Linked DNA regions of Rattus norvegicus: regions 1 and 3 are each linked to region 2. Evidence: chromatin contacts called from public Hi-C data. All regions are on one chromosome and are shown on one strand. The core of a region is the stretch at or near the end of the contact, and the rest is flanking DNA. Distances in the headings are between cores, read along the strand shown. Region 1 has its middle 340 kb from the start of Fut10. Region 2 holds the start of Nrg1 (neuregulin 1). Region 3 has its middle 260 kb from the start of Nrg1.

Region 1 (3,279 bases), core at 447-2,946, 510 kb before region 2:
GACATGAGGCTTGATCCTTACCTGGTGGACCGCTGTGAAAAAGTGAGGGGTAGTTCTTTCCCCTTTCTTTTTTTGGATGGGAAGGGCAGTTCTTCTAAAGGATTTTGTATATTGGACTCTCTTCAAAAATAGGAAGAGATCCACGTTAACCTTAACATAGACCCTTCACCAGGCTTTCATTTTGTCAGAATGTTGAGCCATACAAAGAAAAACATGTAAAGAGTCCTCATCCAGAATAATGCACAGAAGCTGGGGAGATGGCCCAGTTGGTAACCTGTTGGCTCGGCAGGCAAAAAAGACCCCAGTCCCTGTGTGAAATAGCCAAGCGAGGTGAGGTGGTACACACTTGTATTTCCAGCATTGGCAAGGTGAGAACAGGCAATCTCTGGGGCTTGGCAGCCAGCCAGGCTCACCTACCATGTGAATACTAGACCAGTGAGAGACCCTGTTTTAAAGGCACTGTGCATGGTGCTTGAGAAATAACACCAGAGACTGTCCTTTAGTTTGCATATGCAGATGTATGCATGAACACATTATCACACCAGAGTAAGGCATAACCCTACTGAGGATGCACACAGAAAGGTCAAAGAAGCTGATAGAATTGCTTCATGGAATGGCTTTTTCCCTTTCAGGATGCATCCCATTGTTTCTATATTTTTATGTGCCCCATTAGCAGACGAATAATGGAAATAATAGTTTTCTCTCAGTACCAATGACTGCTCACGTGTGAGCCTCGTATTTGCTTTAACCCCCAGCTTCTGTGACCAGGAAAAGTAGAACAGTGAGTTGGTTTGTGGGGAATGCACAATTAGCCACGTGACCTATGAGACAGCTTAGGTCTGATCTTCATATAATTTTACATGCTTTTGTTTGTCATGCAACGGGGTTACATGGAAGTTCTTTCACAGCACCCCCCCCAGCACCAGTATTTAAATGCATTCCCCAAAGCTTACATGGAATTCTAAGTGGCATATTAAATATGTCTACTGTGCCACAAGTGGAGAGAAACTAGTGGATGGCTTTGTTGTGCTGTATGTCTGACACCAAGTTACTTTTTCAGGCTATTGACTCATTCAGGGTCCTATAATCTCATGGACCTCATCAACAGAAGGAGAATTATTGCCAAAGACTATGTCAGTAAGGGAAGGTATGTAGACATTTTGTAAATACTTGATAGGGTCCACCCCCATCCCCCCTCAGACTATATCTTTGCTTGGCTACTGACAGAATTTGTGCTTTGGATTGAATTTTAAACCTGGTTCTTAACGTTCAAAAACAGAGCTCGTGATTATGAGAGAGATAGCCAATCAGGGATATTTTCTTAAGAATGAGTTGCCTACTTTCTGCTGCTCCCTGGCATGAGAGACACATTCTTTGCAATTCACAGCATTGTACATTCCAAACGTGCTTGGTCACTCATTAATTATTCTCAGGAAAAGTGGTCAAAGTTCCTGTTGTCCTCCTTTGGATGATAATGGTAGAACAGTAAGGAACAAATCTCCGGATGCATAGCAGTTAAGCAGTGCCTGATAGGACGACGCCTCTGGGAAATGAGAACAGAGCCTGTGGTGCTTCCGTGGAAGAGGGGCCAGCTTGAGGGGACACACGACCTCTGAGCATTCCTATTCCAACCTTGCAAACTCAAACCGTAGGGCAGAATCGATCAGACATCTTGAACTGCCTGTTTGCTTGTGAGATCCATGTGGCTTGCACAGGGAGGGCTTGCAGCAGCCATTGGAAGCGAACGTTTGGAGACTGTCAAAGCTGGACTTTGAGTGTGATGAAATCAAAGTGACAGACTTCTGTCAGTTCTGGGAAAAAATGTAGAGAAAAAAGGTGAATGTAGAAAGGTAGAGATGTAAAGGTGAACATTAGATTAAAAAATACTATGTGAAGATTATCTTTCTATATGTACTTTTAAAAAAAATGTTTCCCAGTAACTTAAACTGGGAACTAAGACTGTTTAATTTGTTACTTTATGGTAGGAAAGTCACTTGATCATGTAGTTAAACATTATATATCATTATGTATTCAATTATTGTAGGCTGAAAACAGTACGTATGTTTTTTTTCTTTTCTTTCTTTTTTTTATTAACTTGAGTATTTCTTATATACATTTCGAGTGTTATTAACTTGAGTATTTCTTATATACATTTCGAGTGTTATTCCCTTTCCCGGTTTCTGGGCAAACATCCCCCTCCCCTTCCCCTTCTTTATGGGTATTCCCCTCCCCATCCTACCCCCATTGCCGCCCTCCCCCCAACAATCTAGTTCACTGGGGGTTCAGTCTTAGCAGGACCCAGGGCTTCCCCTTCCACTGGTGCTCTTACTAGGATATTCACTGCTACCTATGAGGTCAGAGTCCAGGGTCAGTCCATGTATAGTCTTCAGGTAGTGGCTTAGTCCCTGGAAGCTCTGGTTGCTTGGCATTGTTGTACATATGGGGTCTCGAGCCCTTTCAAGCTCTTCCAGTTCTTTCTCTGATTCCTTCAACGGGGGGTCCTGTTCTTAGTTCAGTGGTTTGCTGCTGGCATTCGCCTCTGTATTTGCTGTATTCTGGCTGTGTCTCTCAGGAGCGATCTACATCCGGCTCCTGTCGGTCTGCACTTCTTTGCTTCATCCATCTAGTCCAATTGGGTGGCTGTATATGTATGGGCCAAATGTGGGACAGGCTCTGAATGGGTGTTCCTTCAGTCTCTGTTTTAATCTTTGCCTCTCCCTTCCCTGCCAAGGGTATTCTTTTTCCTCATTTAAAGAAGGAGTGAAGCATTCACATTTTGATCATCCGTCTTGAGTTTCGTTTGTTCTAGGGATCTAGGGTAATTCAAGCATTTGGGCTAATAGCCACTTATCAATGAGTGCATACCATGTATGTCTTTCTGTGATTGGGTTAGTTCACTCAGGATGATATTTTCCAGTTCCAACCATTTGCCTACGAATTTCATAAACTCGTTGTTTTTGATAGCTGAGTAATATTCCATTGTGTAGATGTACCACATTTTCTGTATCCATTCCTCTGTTGAAGGGCATCTGGGTTCTTTCCATTTTCTGGCTATTATAAATAAGGCTGCAATGAACATAGTGGAGTACGTGTCTTTTTATATGTTGGGGCATCTTTTGGGTATATGCCCAAGAGAGGTATAGCTGGATCCTCAGGCAGTTCAATGTCCAATTTTCTGAGGAACCTCAAGACTGATTTCCAGAATGGTTGTACCAGTTTGCAATCCCACCAACAATGGAGGAGTGTTCCTCTTTCTCCGCATCCTCGACAGCATCTGCT
Region 2 (3,675 bases), core at 637-3,136:
AGATCCCTGTTGTTCCGTACTTTGTTGAGTACAATGTTGCAGTTAATCTCCAAAATATACAGTAAATATTGGGAAAACATCCGTCTACCTTCAGGAAGGCTCACGCGGGGTAATTAAGGTGAAACAGATCAGCAGCGCCTTTTAAGCGGGCCAGTGGCTAAACAATTACTCTCTGTTCGGTTTCTGTTTTGTTCTAAACCTTACTTAGGGTCCCTGCCAACAACCCAGGTTCTGAAATGCTGAGCGAATCCAAGGAGCGCACTAAGAAAATGTGGTTTGTTTTCTTCCTGCACGGAGCAGATATTTCTGCTTATCTCCTTTAGGCACAGACTGCACAAGTGTTGTTAATTTCCCTGAAGTACTTCACAATGTGTGTTGGGGATGCTCTAAGAGTCACAAGGCATCCAGATCCACTGTAGGGGACTGCAGAGGGACGGTAAAGACCCTCTCAGGCGCCACCCCTTAAGCATCTATTTAATAACTCTGACAAGTTTTGGTCACAGGCGACCTTTTATACCTCTTCTGACCAAGTCAATGTAATAGCCTTCCCTTGAGATATCTAGGGTGGCAGTGGCCTTTAGATTGCGCTCCGACGGTGGATTAAAAAGATCTGGTAACAAAAAAACCTTAACTCCCCCCACCCCTTTTTCATTCCATATATAATCGGTAAGCAATGGGGTTCAAAACCTGGGGTAAATTGTTCCTTTCTGACGTCTCTTGGGAAACTAAACTAGCCATCTTTTATCAGGGCAACCCTGAAAACTTCAACAGCTGAAGCCAAATTTATTCAGAGCGGACCTGAATCTTGGCACCGGGTCAGGTTCTGCGTGCTTCGCTGACCTTTAGGAATCCCTCTCAGCCGCTCTGGCTTTCTCTATCGCCGCACGCAATCAGAGCGATCCTAGGCTCGCACAGCGGCTGTCCAACCGCTTCCCTCCGCCCACCTCGCGGACGCCCGGGCGCCCACACCACCCTTTCCCCGACCACCCTCCGCGCAGCCCGGGCCCAGGCGGAGGGGCGCAGGCTCTCGAACCCAGAGCCGGTTCCCGCTTCTCTCGCTAGAGGGCAGACCCGGCCCGCTCAAAGTCCTCGGGCCGCAGGGCACGCGCAGCCCGTAGGGATCCCGCAATCGGAGCCCCACTCCCGGGCTGGGCTCCGCGATTGACGCGGGGACCGAGGGCAGAGCCCGGGAGCGCGGCGCACAGCCGACCCCAAGGGCCCCGGAGGGATGACCAGCAGGCTCGGGGTGCGGGAAGCGCACGGGCACCAGGTGGAGGCAGCCCCCGCACCGCAGCTCGGGGACCGGGTCAGGCGCCAAGAGAGCTGAGCAGGGACGCACGGGACCAGAGTAGGTGCCCGCCTGGGAGCAGCGGAGCGGCTGGCACTCACCTGGGCTCGGGTCGCCCTCGGCGGGCCCGGGCTTCCCGCGGGATCCCCGGTCCTTCTTCTTGCCCTTCCCCTTGCCTCTGCCTTCTTTGCGCTCAGACATCTCGCCGAAGATGAGCGCTCTACGCGGACCCGGTTGGGTGACGGTGACGCGCGACAAGTTTGGTCCAAGGGCTTGCAGAAAAGTTTGTCCCAGGAGGGGAAGAGCCAGTGGCCGGGCTGCTCGGGAGGCGTCGCCTGTCGCCTGCAGGAAGCAGCGTGGACTCGATCACCTGGAGCGTCCGCTCAGTCTGGAGTGGCTCGGAGCTGCTCTAGTGTCCCGGGTCCCTCCGCTGCCGGCTCTGGAGTGGCCTCGCTTCGGTGGCTTGTCTCGCTCTCTTACAGCCCGAAGAGGGAAAGGTGATCACAATCCGGTCTGCGCTCGCATCTCCCGGCAGCTGCGGCCGCTGCGCTGCGCTCGGCTCCTGCTGCCCGCGCGGTCCGGAGTTCCCACAAGTTTTGGGGAAGTCCTAGCCGGCTCTTTTTCAATTGCCCGCAGGTTGGACGCAGGCGCCTCCTTCGCACCCTCCCCTCGCCTCGCCCCCTCCCTCTTCCCCACCACACCCCCACCCCGAGGCGCAGACACGCCACCGGGAGGAGCCTGAGCTGGGCGATCGCGGCTCAGCCCCTTTCTTCTGGCAGCCCGGCCAAGCTGGGGGCGGCCGAGCCCAGCGGCTGCCGGGAACTCCCGACAGGGGTCGCTGGAAGCTGCGCTGACACTGCCACAGCCGCCGCCAGACCGAACGGAGCAGTCTGGAGAGCCCTGGAAGGGACGCTGGTGCTAGCAGTCCCTGGCAGGCTGCTGAGCTGATCCAAGCCTTGAAAAGTGCGTGGTAGGGGAAGTGAAGGGTGGAAGATGGAGAAAAGTTTGTAACTGTAGCACCTGCTCCACAATGATTGCTCTGGAGACCTGGAATCCCAGGGAGGGGGAGGAACAATTGCTATTTCCCAGAAGGGTTCAGAGTTCATTTCTCTCTGTTTTAGGGAAGTTTCTCTCTGGCACTAAGGGCGAAGGTGCAGTCTGGGGTGGAACGGAGTTTGAGGTACTGAGGAAGGGTTCTGTGAACTTCAAGCATGAACAGTTTGCACTGATGTACCATCAGCCACTTGAGCACGTGTCTGCCTTCCTGTGCCTAATAGCATGACTATTGGATTTCCCATCTCCATTTTAAATACTCACTCTAGCTTCTTCCTAAGCACAGATATCTCTTTCTACAACTTAATTTCCAAAAGAACTAATGAGCCATAATTCACCATCGACAGTAACGAGTCTAAGGTGTGTCGGTAGGGTCAGATCCTCGAGTGAGGGAGTGAGTTGGGACCGTAGAACAATGAACTGTGTAGTCCAGATCTTTAGTTCATTAATGCCACACACACACACACACACACCCCTATTAGACTTTCTGAGAACTGCTAGTGAATTCTAGTTTTCCTGTATCCAGGTAGAGAACTCTGAGGAGGAGTCAGAGGCCAGAGTAGTCCGCACCAAGAAGTGATTCACATTGGTCTCCGTGTAGAGACACTGTCATCAACACACACACTTGTGGCCAACTTAGCCTGCTCATTTACAGTGGTATAGAGTTGTGGTTGAGAAACAGCTCACACCAACGATCAATACTCTACAGCTATCCCACTTTCAGGGTGATTTGGCTCCTTCCTTTTGACTTCCTGGAGTTAACACTAACAGACCCATTGCTGTCTACAGCTTTCTCTGTGTTCTCTGGCTGCCATGATCTAAAGAAAGGTGAAATCCAGAGTACACCTTTCACACATGGGTGGGAAGGGAAGTGGGCAAGGTGTTCACTTAAATCGTCTTAAGAATCATTTATATATTACTTTAACGTTCCCAGGACTAAGAATCAAACTCTGTGAGATGGGTGCAATTGTTACGATATCTCTATAGTACTGACATGGTTTTTTATTCTAAACCTTTAGCGTCCAGACCTCTTGGTAGCCTTCCAGCAAATACCACATACCAATCTCCCTGTGCCAAACAAGCAGCAGAACCCCAGGAAAGTTTCTGACTCTAGGAAAAGCACTGCTCAGCTTTTCAGAGTGGAGGGGAAGTGGCCCCAGAGCCGGCCGGAATAACTCCGTTTTCCCAGGAGGGGCCACTGCTCAGCCAGCAAGGGGCAGCAAGCAGCTGAGAGTAGAAACCTTTTCAGTTCACAGGGTTGTTTGTCTGGAGGATGTGAGGCAGTTAGAGAGCTGAGATTTACTAACCCCATGTCGTCAAAACACCAGCATTTT
Region 3 (3,454 bases), core at 283-2,782, 260 kb after region 2:
CTCCTAGAGGTGGAAGAGAAGCGAGGTTAACTCAGGAGTTAGAGCTTTATGACGCACTGCTTTTGTATCCATTAGCTTTTATATATTTTTAAAAATCTGATTTATTTTACATAGTTTTAAGTGCGCATATTGAAGTCATGTGAAGCATTGGTGAAAAATTCCAGAAAATCATATGTGAAGACTTATGCATGTTTACTACAGAAAAGATAAACGTGGCTATGCACATTTTCTTCCTCATGTCTGTGTGTGCCTCTGTGTGTGTGTGTGTGTGTGTGTGTGTGTATGAGTGTGTGCACACTAGCTTATTTGTGAAAGAAATGCATAAAGATTAGGGGAAAGGGCAAATGTATTTTGGCAATAAAGATTCATGACAGAATTGTAAATGTGAGAATTCAAACCTTCACATATAAATAAAACACTAAAAATAGGAAGAGAACAAATTAAAGTGTATACGCGACTTTAGCTTATAAGCCACTAAAAACATAATGCGGCTCTCCCTAGGAATGCCAACAGAGATTTAGATTGTTTCTAAATGACCAGAGCACAAAAGGATGTCCAGTACATAACTACTACCTGATGGACAGTCGGTAACCACAACTCTCCTTTTTAGCAACGAAAACAAGATGAGATAAATGTATTCCCTAAGAATCCACTGGTTTTACTGTGACATATTGCATAGAAACAGTCTGACCACCACGCTGTGATTATTTACAACCCGAGAATGAGGCACAATCGCAAAGGCAGACCCCATTTGTATTTACCCCAACACGACAGAGGCTTTTTGGTTTACTTAATTATTGCTAAGATTCTGAGCATGTGAGCTAAAACACCTAGGGCAGCATAATCTTCCAAAGGCGGCTCTTTGTCCCTGTTTTTGATGCTTCTCAAAAGTTAATCCTGCCTACCAATCAGGAAAGGAAGCAGGCCTGTTACTCCACTTTGCATCAGCATCCATCCCGGGGGTTGACGGAACACACCCTCTAAGCATCTCACAGCTTTAGGTCCGCCTGTAACTACAACTCATTCGAAATTCTCATTCTAGTTTTCTGCAGAGGCAGCAACACAGCCACAGAGTATAGATAAGAGAGAGTCTTTACCTTTATTTTTAAAAGAGGTTAAAAAAATCATTTCGTGTCTGTTTTTCATGTATCCACAGAGAGGTGGTTAAAACTCCGTAGGAGGTTTGCCTGCCGAGCTGCCTCTGTGGGCCGGGCTTCGTTTACAAAGAAGCAAAAGGAAAAAAAAAAAAAGAAAGAAAGAAAGAAAGAAAAAGAAAAAAAGAAGAAACAACAACAATAACAAGAACCACGAATTTAGAATCTGTTCAAACCCGTGTTTTGTGGACTGTGATGAATGGCATATTGCCTTGGTAATGTCTTTCTGTCTCAGGTTCCCAGCAGCAGAGCCCACCATGATTGGCTCCACCCAAGGGACGCGGATCTCGGGATTCCCTCCTAGCTAGCAGCAGTGACATCACCGCCACTCCTCAGCGGCGCAGGGCTGGCGCGGGAGGAGCGCCGGGAGGGGCGTTGTTGGGGTTTCCAGGGAAACACTGCAGCAGATGGCTAGCCTCTAGGAGCCAGAACGACACATCTGCAGCGCGGCTGGTGGGGAGGATATTTTTGGAAAATCTCTGCTCTCTGAGGTCCGGCTAGTTCTGATATTTTCACCTCCATGCCTTTCAACCAGCAGGCTTATTTCTTCCAGAGTTCTTTTATTTCTGGAAACGGGGCTTTCTATTTTTACAGCAGGAGCCGAGTCAGAAGGGACCCCAAGCTACCAACCAATCTTAAACTTCCATATGCCCCAGTTTTCTTTCTAATTCACCGGGCCCTCCTCGCCAGTTACATTATGCATTCTGTCAAGGTGATTCACGGAATACAAGGGCAAATGTTGCTAAGGTAACAGGATTGAAAACCTGTCTGCCGGAAGCAGAAGCGTTCTAACCTGGGGTTTCCCTCATTTGCATTTTAAGACTCCTCGGCTGCTGCTTCCATTCAAGCCTAGTCCTTGTGGCAAGAAAAAGACACATTTTAAAATAGTGATTGCTACCTGAGGGTCAGTAAGCAACTTGTAACACTGCGAGCTTAATAAATGCAAGATAATTATCAGCTGCTAAACATTTCCAGCTCCTTGGTGGGTGAACCAATGCCTGGAAGAACACGCCCATCTCCTCCACTTTCACATTTTAAAACCGAGAGGAAGGATTTCCCTTTTCTCTTTTCTTCCAGAATTGCCCTTGACAGTATTTTCCAAGGTTAAACTTTGCCTCTCTCTTATTCCTGGTAATTTAGGACATCTCACTCCACATTCTCAACAAAGGAGATGTTGGATCTAGTCGCTTCTGAAGTGAGAAAACCGGTGCCTTAGGATGAGAGAATTTCAGGAATGTTGATGTTAGTAAAGCCTGAAACAAACAGGCTCTCGGAGGTACCCATTCACTCCCTGAAGCAACTTGAACAAAACAACTGCTTAGGATTTCATCCCTGAACTTAATGCAAACCAGATGTAATTCCAATAAGCCACAATAATCAGTTAGTCGAAGAGACAGCATCTTACGCACTTGTTTCTTCGTAAAGGAGGGGGGGGGGAGAGAATTGCACCATAATTCTCTCAAATGAAACAGATCAAGCATTTCATAGTGTTTGACCCATATTAAAGGGCTTCTACCTACACTCAAATCTGCACAAACAGAGAAACTGTTTGTAAAATAAAGCAACAGTTTCCCAGTGGATTTTTAGCATCTGAAGGACAGCAAACTGGGCAACGTGAAGCAGAAGGGAGAAGGCTGGAGTAAAATGACAGCATTTAGGCAGTGGGGTCTGAACTCTTGGTGGCGTGTTTCCAAGATTTGGAACTGATTTTGTTAATGGTGGTGTCCCTTTTAGTCTTGAAGCCTAGGTACTTTCTTCTCTTCACTTTCCCTGAGCCAAAGTTGCATAAAGATCATCCCCAGGAAAGTGAAGCTGATAGAGTAGCTACTTGAGAATAGTGTTGTTCCTCTGGGTGACACTTTCTGACCTATGCGATGAGACTCAGGATTGGTGTTGAATGATTAACTCAGGGGTGAATTTCTGCACCATGACGAGAACGCTCATAAACATTCCAAGGGACCGTGACTTCTATGAGATCATCGACATTTTAGTGTGTGCTTGAAAACCATGCTTCTGATTATTTAAGAAGCCAAAGCTGCCAATGTATTCACTCACAGTGCCAAGTACCTAATAAATTAGAGTCTAACACCACCAGCACTGGGTATAGAAGAAGATATCAGGGGTGGGGGGGGTTCCTGATAGGAAGTGGTTGTTTCCAAGATTTGAATTTTGATTCCGGATAAGGGCTTTGAACATTGAGTGATCTTGCTTCTCTTGTCTAGATTAAACTGATAAGTCCGTGACCACGAGGGTGAGGTTTGTTCTTCCTTCTTCAACACTGAGCATCTTGGTACATAAGA

The links. Hi-C and Micro-C count contacts between places; a contact is called where the count stands out from the background.
Region 1: a contact with region 2 is called in a Hi-C map of liver, with 5 times the contacts expected there. The contact joins the enhancer-like site here to the promoter of Nrg1 in region 2. A contact is called at or near these places in 9 of 12 Hi-C or Micro-C datasets (the A7r5 cell line, frontal cortex, hepatocytes and 5 more).
Region 3: a contact with region 2 is called in a Hi-C map of the A7r5 cell line, with 7 times the contacts expected there. The contact joins the enhancer-like site here to the promoter of Nrg1 in region 2. A contact is called at or near these places in 2 of 12 Hi-C or Micro-C datasets (the A7r5 cell line and mammary epithelial cells).

Annotation. Positions count from the first base shown.
Region 1 is chr16:67,323,003-67,326,281 of GRCr8, reverse strand. No RefSeq gene overlaps it. Among named protein-coding and RNA genes, the nearest start is that of Fut10, 340 kb to the left of the region's middle. Within about 2 kb of position 1,696, at least 8 of the 93 cell types and tissues checked have an H3K27ac peak or open chromatin away from gene starts, as enhancers often do. A contact at or near this core is called in the A7r5 cell line, kidney and liver, where this site is marked.
Region 2 is chr16:66,810,853-66,814,527 of GRCr8, reverse strand. It overlaps Nrg1 (neuregulin 1), which reads right to left and starts at 1,886. Exons shown (of 12, transcript NM_001271129.3): 1 at 1,390-1,886. The coding sequence starts at 1,489.
Region 3 is chr16:66,547,744-66,551,197 of GRCr8, reverse strand. It overlaps a transcript of Nrg1 not described here. Among named protein-coding and RNA genes, the nearest start is that of Nrg1, 260 kb to the left of the region's middle. Within about 2 kb of position 1,532, at least 49 of the 93 cell types and tissues checked have an H3K27ac peak or open chromatin away from gene starts, as enhancers often do. A contact at or near this core is called in the A7r5 cell line, where this site is marked.